Linked DNA regions of Oncorhynchus mykiss: region 2 is linked to region 1. The links are chromatin contacts, called in public Hi-C maps. All regions are on one chromosome and are shown on one strand. Each heading gives the region's core, a stretch centred on a gene start, on an enhancer-like site or on the middle of the called end of the contact. The rest is flanking DNA. Distances are from core to core; before and after follow the strand shown. Region 1 overlaps LOC110502786 (alpha-N-acetylgalactosaminide alpha-2,6-sialyltransferase 2). Region 2 overlaps cep131 (centrosomal protein of 131 kDa).

What was found. Hi-C and Micro-C count contacts between places; a contact is called where the count stands out from the background.
Region 2: a contact with region 1 is called in a Hi-C map of blood, with 7 times the contacts expected there. The contact joins two enhancer-like sites. A contact is called at or near these places in 3 of 3 Hi-C or Micro-C datasets (blood and liver).

Annotation. Positions count from the first base shown.
Region 1 is chr23:42,475,352-42,478,474 of USDA_OmykA_1.1, reverse strand. It overlaps LOC110502786 (alpha-N-acetylgalactosaminide alpha-2,6-sialyltransferase 2), which reads left to right. Exons shown (of 10, transcript XM_021581060.2): 10 at 1-1,061. Among protein-coding and RNA genes, the nearest start is that of LOC110502786, 19 kb to the left of the region's middle. Within about 2 kb of position 1,599, at least 3 of the 11 cell types and tissues checked have an H3K27ac peak or open chromatin away from gene starts, as enhancers often do.
Region 2 is chr23:42,512,364-42,515,486 of USDA_OmykA_1.1, reverse strand. It overlaps cep131 (centrosomal protein of 131 kDa), which reads left to right. Exons shown (of 26, transcript XM_021581059.2): 17 at 666-768; 18 at 1,077-1,278. Among protein-coding and RNA genes, the nearest start is that of LOC110502786, 18 kb to the right of the region's middle. Within about 2 kb of position 1,601, at least 5 of the 11 cell types and tissues checked have an H3K27ac peak or open chromatin away from gene starts, as enhancers often do.

The DNA.
Region 1 (3,123 bases), core at 350-2,849:
CATTAATGACATACGTCTATGGTAATGACTATGTGTCCACCACTGGCTCCCAAGGTTTGCCAACCCCCAGTAAACTAACTTACTGTTAGTTGCAACTACAAGATTTATAGAAAAATTACTCCACGTCTGACTTCGTCATTGCCTGCCATGTTGGAGGTTAGCCAATACTTCTGAGAAAATGGTCTCCATGGAGATGGGCTTGAGAAGTCTCTAAAAGGGTGGAGGCAGGTGGCCAGTCATAGACTGTTGCTGACACTTGCTGAGTTACCAGGAAAACTGACAGATTCTTTTCATTCTGGGAAAAGATTGTTTTAGACTGTGCAGCTGAAGATTTTATCAATGGCCCTGATTTTGGACATATTTTACCAAATAATATTTATTAGCCTTTTAATTTTTTTATTGTTTAATATTACCCCCTTTTCTCCCCAATTCTGTGGTATCCAATTGTTAGTAGTTTCTATCTTGTCTCATCGCTACAACTCCCATACGGGCTCTGGAGAGACGAAGGTCGAAAGCCATGCGTCCTCCAAAACACAACCCAACCAAGCCGCACTGCTTCTTAACACAGCGCTCATCCAACCCGGGAGCCAGCCGCACCAATGTGTCGGAGGAAACACCGTGCACCTCGCGACCTGGTTAGCGTGCACTACACCCAGCCCGCTACAGGAGGAGAGACAAGGAAATCCCTACTGTCCAAACTCTCCCTAACCCAGACGACGCTAGGCCAATTTTGCGTCGCCCTACGGACCTCCCGGTCGCGGCCAGCTGCGACATAGCCTGGGTGCGAACCCAGAGTCTCTGGTGGAACAGCCCTAGACCACTGCGCCACCCGCGAGGCCCCTTTTATTAGCCTTTTTATACTATTTTAAGACCTTTTTTAGTATTTTTAAACCATTTCAGACAATCAGCTTTTGTGGGTCTTAGTCAGACATATGTTTCAAAGATCATACCCCCAAGACATGCTAACCTCCCCTGTTATTGGTAATGGTTAGAAGTTAGATCATACCCCCAAGACATGCTAACCTCCCCTGTTATTGGTAATGGTTAGAAGTTAGATCATACCCCCAAGACATGCTAACCTCCCCTGTTATTGGTAATGGTTAGAAGTTAGATCATACCCCCAAGACATGCTAACCTCCCCTGTTATTGGTAATGGTTAGAAGTTAGATCATACCCCCAAGACATGCTAACCTCCCCTGTTATTGGTAATGGTGAGAGGTTAGATCATACCCCCAAGACATGCTAACCTCCCCTGTTATTGGTAATGGTTAGAGGTTAGATCATACCCCCAAGACATGCTAACCTCTTCTGTTATTGGTAATGGTGAGAGGTTAGATCATACCCCCAAGACATGCTAACCTCCCCTGTTATTGGTAATGGTGAGAGGTTAGCATGTATGATCTGTGACCCTCCCTCTACCGTTCTCACTCCTCATTATTCACAATTCATTCAGGATTTTCTGTAATCATGGCAGCATCCACATGAATGTAGAAGTGTTTAGAAACATATGCTATTCTTATTTATAATAAAAGTGACTCTATTGGGCACAAAATAATCTGAAACACTACCAAACTAACTGCAAATGCATCCAACAAGTTTGTAGAGTCACAAGCTTGATGTCGTCATGGGACCAAATATTCAACTTTTACCACTTTATTTATCAGAATCTTTAGGGTTGTCAATAACCACTACCTTTTTGAGAGATAAAAAGTATTACTTGTTAAACAAAATCTGAGCAATTGTAAATATAAAATATAATTCCCCCATTTTTTTGCATTCATTATAGATCCGTATTTTAATTATTTATTTTGCACAGTCGTTATTGCTTATCTTTTTTTAAGGGTGTCAGTAATTTCGGACCCCACTGTATGTTGACAAGAGATAGGGCTGTTGCTGCTGGGCGGGCCACCTACTTAAAATACCCACTACCCTCGCTCACTGCCCTAAATTCTTTCGCACAGCACTGCCGGCAGTAGTCATGGTCTATTCTGATAAGTAGTCAGATAATTTTGACATGATATTACTATGTTTCTGTGTGGAGTCAGTGTAGTAGTGGGTCAACAGACAACTCAAGTGTTTGACCAAAGCAAAGTTAAGGGGAGAAGATAACAGATTATTTTTTTTTAAATCAAAAAGTAAATTTTTTATTAAATATGTTTTTAAAATGTATTTTACTTTCATACATGTTTCCTTATTAATATGAGAGAGCAATGCTACATAGACAAGAACTGTATTTTTTTTCAAACTACCACCAGTGTGTTCCTTAATGTGAATCTCAATCTTTTGTCTGCAAAATGAGTTGTTGTTGGGGTAACTGGGGAAACTATTTGAAGTGAAGGAAGATGTTTCCACAACAACTCCAAAAGGACACTTTGTCAGTGGCCTTTTTCTCCGGGCACACGCTCCCAGAACATGAATGGATGTTTCCAAGGATCTCTTGGAGAATTGGAGTATGTGTGGCTGGACTAGACAATAGAGCACCTGGACTCTTCTCAAAGCTAGCTCAGGGCTGGATTCGTTAGGCACCAACCAGAAGAAAATTGACTGAAAAAAGGAAGGACTACTTAAACTCCTCCAATAAGAAACATTTCTTTTAGTTTTCCGTTGCAAAACATTTTGCTATGCTGTACCCTAATGAGCATGACCCAGAATGAATAGTGACAATAGTCACAGAAGTATCATTGTTTCTGCTGAATATTGATGCCTGATGAATGAGGTCATTCAGGACCTGAGAAGAACATTAGATGAATCTGGTCACTGTGACCATAGAGATTGATCTCTGACTGAGACTTTGCATGGTCACCTCCACATGGGAAGTGGACATGTATGTGGAAAATGGTAACACCTACCAAGGCTCACTCAAAATGTGCACAAAATATATGTGGTGCAGGGTAAAGAAACCAAAGACCCTACAACAGAATCAATGAATTAGCTTATCTGACATTTTTGTTGTATGTCTTTTTAGAATAACAATCCTTTAACAATGACATTAAATGGTTCCGGTTTTCCTCTACGGAAGACTCACATCAGACATGACTTTTTAATGTGTACAGAAGATGTGGTAAACTTTTTTGTTGTTGTTCATTAACAGGGGGAATTGGGTGGAGGGAGTTCCTCCCATAA
Region 2 (3,123 bases), core at 352-2,851, 37 kb before region 1:
CTCTGTCCTGTCTGTTTCTCATTTTCTTCTGGCTCTAGGTGTGGCAAATTCTGGGTCCCTTGTGCGAGGTAACCTTTTTCCCTAACCCACTCATCACTCCCGTCTTGCTCTTCTTTCTTTCATTCATTTTGTTCATTTGTCCTTTCTCCTGTCAGGACTCTATATATGCATGTGAGTTTATTCCGGTACAGTCTGCCTCTGTTTGTCTGTAGACTTGGTGTTGTAACAGTTTTTAAACCCCTGTCCTAGGCAGCTGACTAACCTTACACCATGTGTTCTCTCAGCCCTTGTCTGTTTGTCTTCGCCCATTAAAACACTTAAACCCTATTCTTTCATACCATTTCCCTCATGTGGAATGTAGCCTCTCAAACCATTCCTGTTTGCATATCAATACCAATGATGTATATAAACATTTTAATATGAATATATGTATGTCTATGATCACTACACTCTCATCTATTCTTGGTCACCTGGGATGTAGCCTAATCTTTTGCCTACAGAAATTACCCTTGATGGTTTTTTGAGGCACCTTTTGTCATGGAAGATGTGACAGACATGGTGTCGCTACCGTGTCCCTCCCAGTCACTGTAGTAACTTCTTTCCAAAGGAAGATTTACTTTTTGACATTCAACCCTAACCTCTAACCCGCCCCTCTTCATCCTCAGGAGATCAAGAAGCTGAAAGAGTTGATGAGTGCCACAGAGAAGGTCCGCAGGGAGAAGTGGATCGACGAGAAGACCAAGAAGATAAAAGAGATCACTGTGAAAGGTGAGAGGAGGGCCTCATTTGAAGCTGCCTCGAAGGCAGGAGCTAGGATCTGCTTACCCTACGCTAACCTCCACTAAATCCTATTAGGGAGAAAAATACCCAAGTTCAGTGTCTAGGGTCAACTTAATTTCACTTCTGAGAAGTACATGCATAGAGCTCAAATGTTTATCTCTTCACAATTACAATAATTACTTTGTTTGCAGTGTAACAATTCTGCTGTGATTATTTCTGTGTTAACTGATGTTTCTCTTTCTCTCCTCTCTCTCTTGTACTTTTCGTTCTTGTTCTTCCTCTTTGCTTTGTGCCAGGTCTGGAGCCAGAGATCCAGAAGCTGATCTGTAAACACAAGCAAGAGCTGAAAAAGCTGCGGGTCCTTCATGAGGCTGAGCTGCTGCAGGCAGACGAGAGGGCAGCCCAACGCTATGTTTGCCAGACTGAAGAGCTACGACAACAGTTGGAGAGAGACCGGGACGAGCAGTGTCAGAGAGAGAGGGAACTGGCCAAGCAGAGGTTTGTATGCACACCATATATGCACGCACGTGAGCTCACACACATTCACACTACGATAACACTGGCAGTGTAAAGGCAAGACATGAAATCCCAAATAATGGACAGGAAGTAGGTTTATAAGTAATGTATCACCAAACCTCCCATATAGATAGATACTTAACCAATGTGGTTGTCTTTCAGAAGCTGAATTCATTAGAGTACGTGTGGTGGAGAGATGTCTTTCTTTGTGAGCGCCCGCGTGTGCATGCTGCCTGTGTGTGAGCGCGTTGTACAGATGGCCTTATTTCCACCAGTCTGTTCTTTCCCACATGTCCTAGTGTCGTTTTGTGGAGCTGCTGTGTGGTGTGGTCACACTGCCTGCTCTGTAGTGATAAGAGTGAAGGACTGGATAACAATGAAAGCGCCAGGAAGGCCGTGCTTGAGTCCTAAATGGCACCCTATATAGTGCACTCCTTCTGACCTAATCAAAAGTCGTGCGGAATAGGGAATAGCCATTTGGGATGTAGGCCAGTGACTGACCCCATTTTCAAATCAAGTAACCCCATCAGGAAACCCCACAAACCTAACCATTAGAAAACTTAAATTCGATTTAAATAAGCATTAGGTAGCAAATTAGCAACAAAATTCGACACGATCATTGACCTTCATACAAAAATTCCTCACTTTGTAGACAGATTCGTCACTTCCTCACTCTTTACCGTTTCCTCTCTGCCGCCATTCCACCCATTATAACATAATTGACCTGAATGGGGACACCCATTTTATTCATTATTTATATCGCTGTCAGGAGGGGAGGTGAAAATGTGTATTTTAATGGTTATTACGTTGACTGTGGTCATTTGGCTGGTCAATTACCGCCATCCAAAATTCCATGACCGTCACAACCCAATTGGAGCGTATCATTGATTAAAGTTCCCCTCCAGAGGATGTTGCTGCCACTATTTTGACCTAATTCCTGTCCTAGTGCGGAAATGCTTGTTTAGTTCCACCTGCCAAACTATTATGTATGGCTCCTTAAAAATATTGATTAATATGACATGCACATCTCCAACTTCCTCCATGTGCGCAGCCCACACTTTCTCTTGCACAGCACTCTGCAATTTGTAAACAAACCAAACGCCAAGGTCAGGGTAGCTTAGCTAATAGATAGCTAATCAAAGATTAATACAGAATTTACTGGAGTTTTACCGGCGATGCTAGATACTAGCTAACCTATTCCCTTGACCAATAAAACTAGCTAGCCAGGTAGCAAGCTACCGGTAACTTAACAACTGTGAATAATTGGTTCCAAAGTTGTTTCAAGCGCAAGAGTACCTTTAACTATGCTAGCTACCATTCAACTGTTTCTCTGATAAACGAATTATCTGAAAACGGTGCAGTTGCGTTAGTACTGGTAAAGAAGTGATTTACTCACTGAGATATATATGAACTTTGCTACTTCATATGGGTTAGCTTCACCGTACAGTTACCTATACTATAGCTAGCTAGCTTGTTAGTGTCCCATAGGACTACACTTGCTGCTACTGTAGCACTGCCGTGTTGCACCTGTGTTGACATTTCACCTATCCATGTCTTCATCCACTTTTGATGTCACTAGCTAGCTATCCAGCTAATGTTAGCTAGGTGATGCTAGCCATAAAGATAGCTCCTAATAAGTTGTTTGGCTAATGTGTGCCTTGCCAGGCTGCTTACTATAGCCAAATGATTGACAGTAGCTCATAAAAATAATATTAGCTTTTTTCTTATTCACCGTTTTACCGCCAGGCTATCCACCATCTCGATCTAAGTGCATTAGACAGAAGTAATCCGTAGCACCAGGTTGTAAACAGGAATCTGTCTACATAC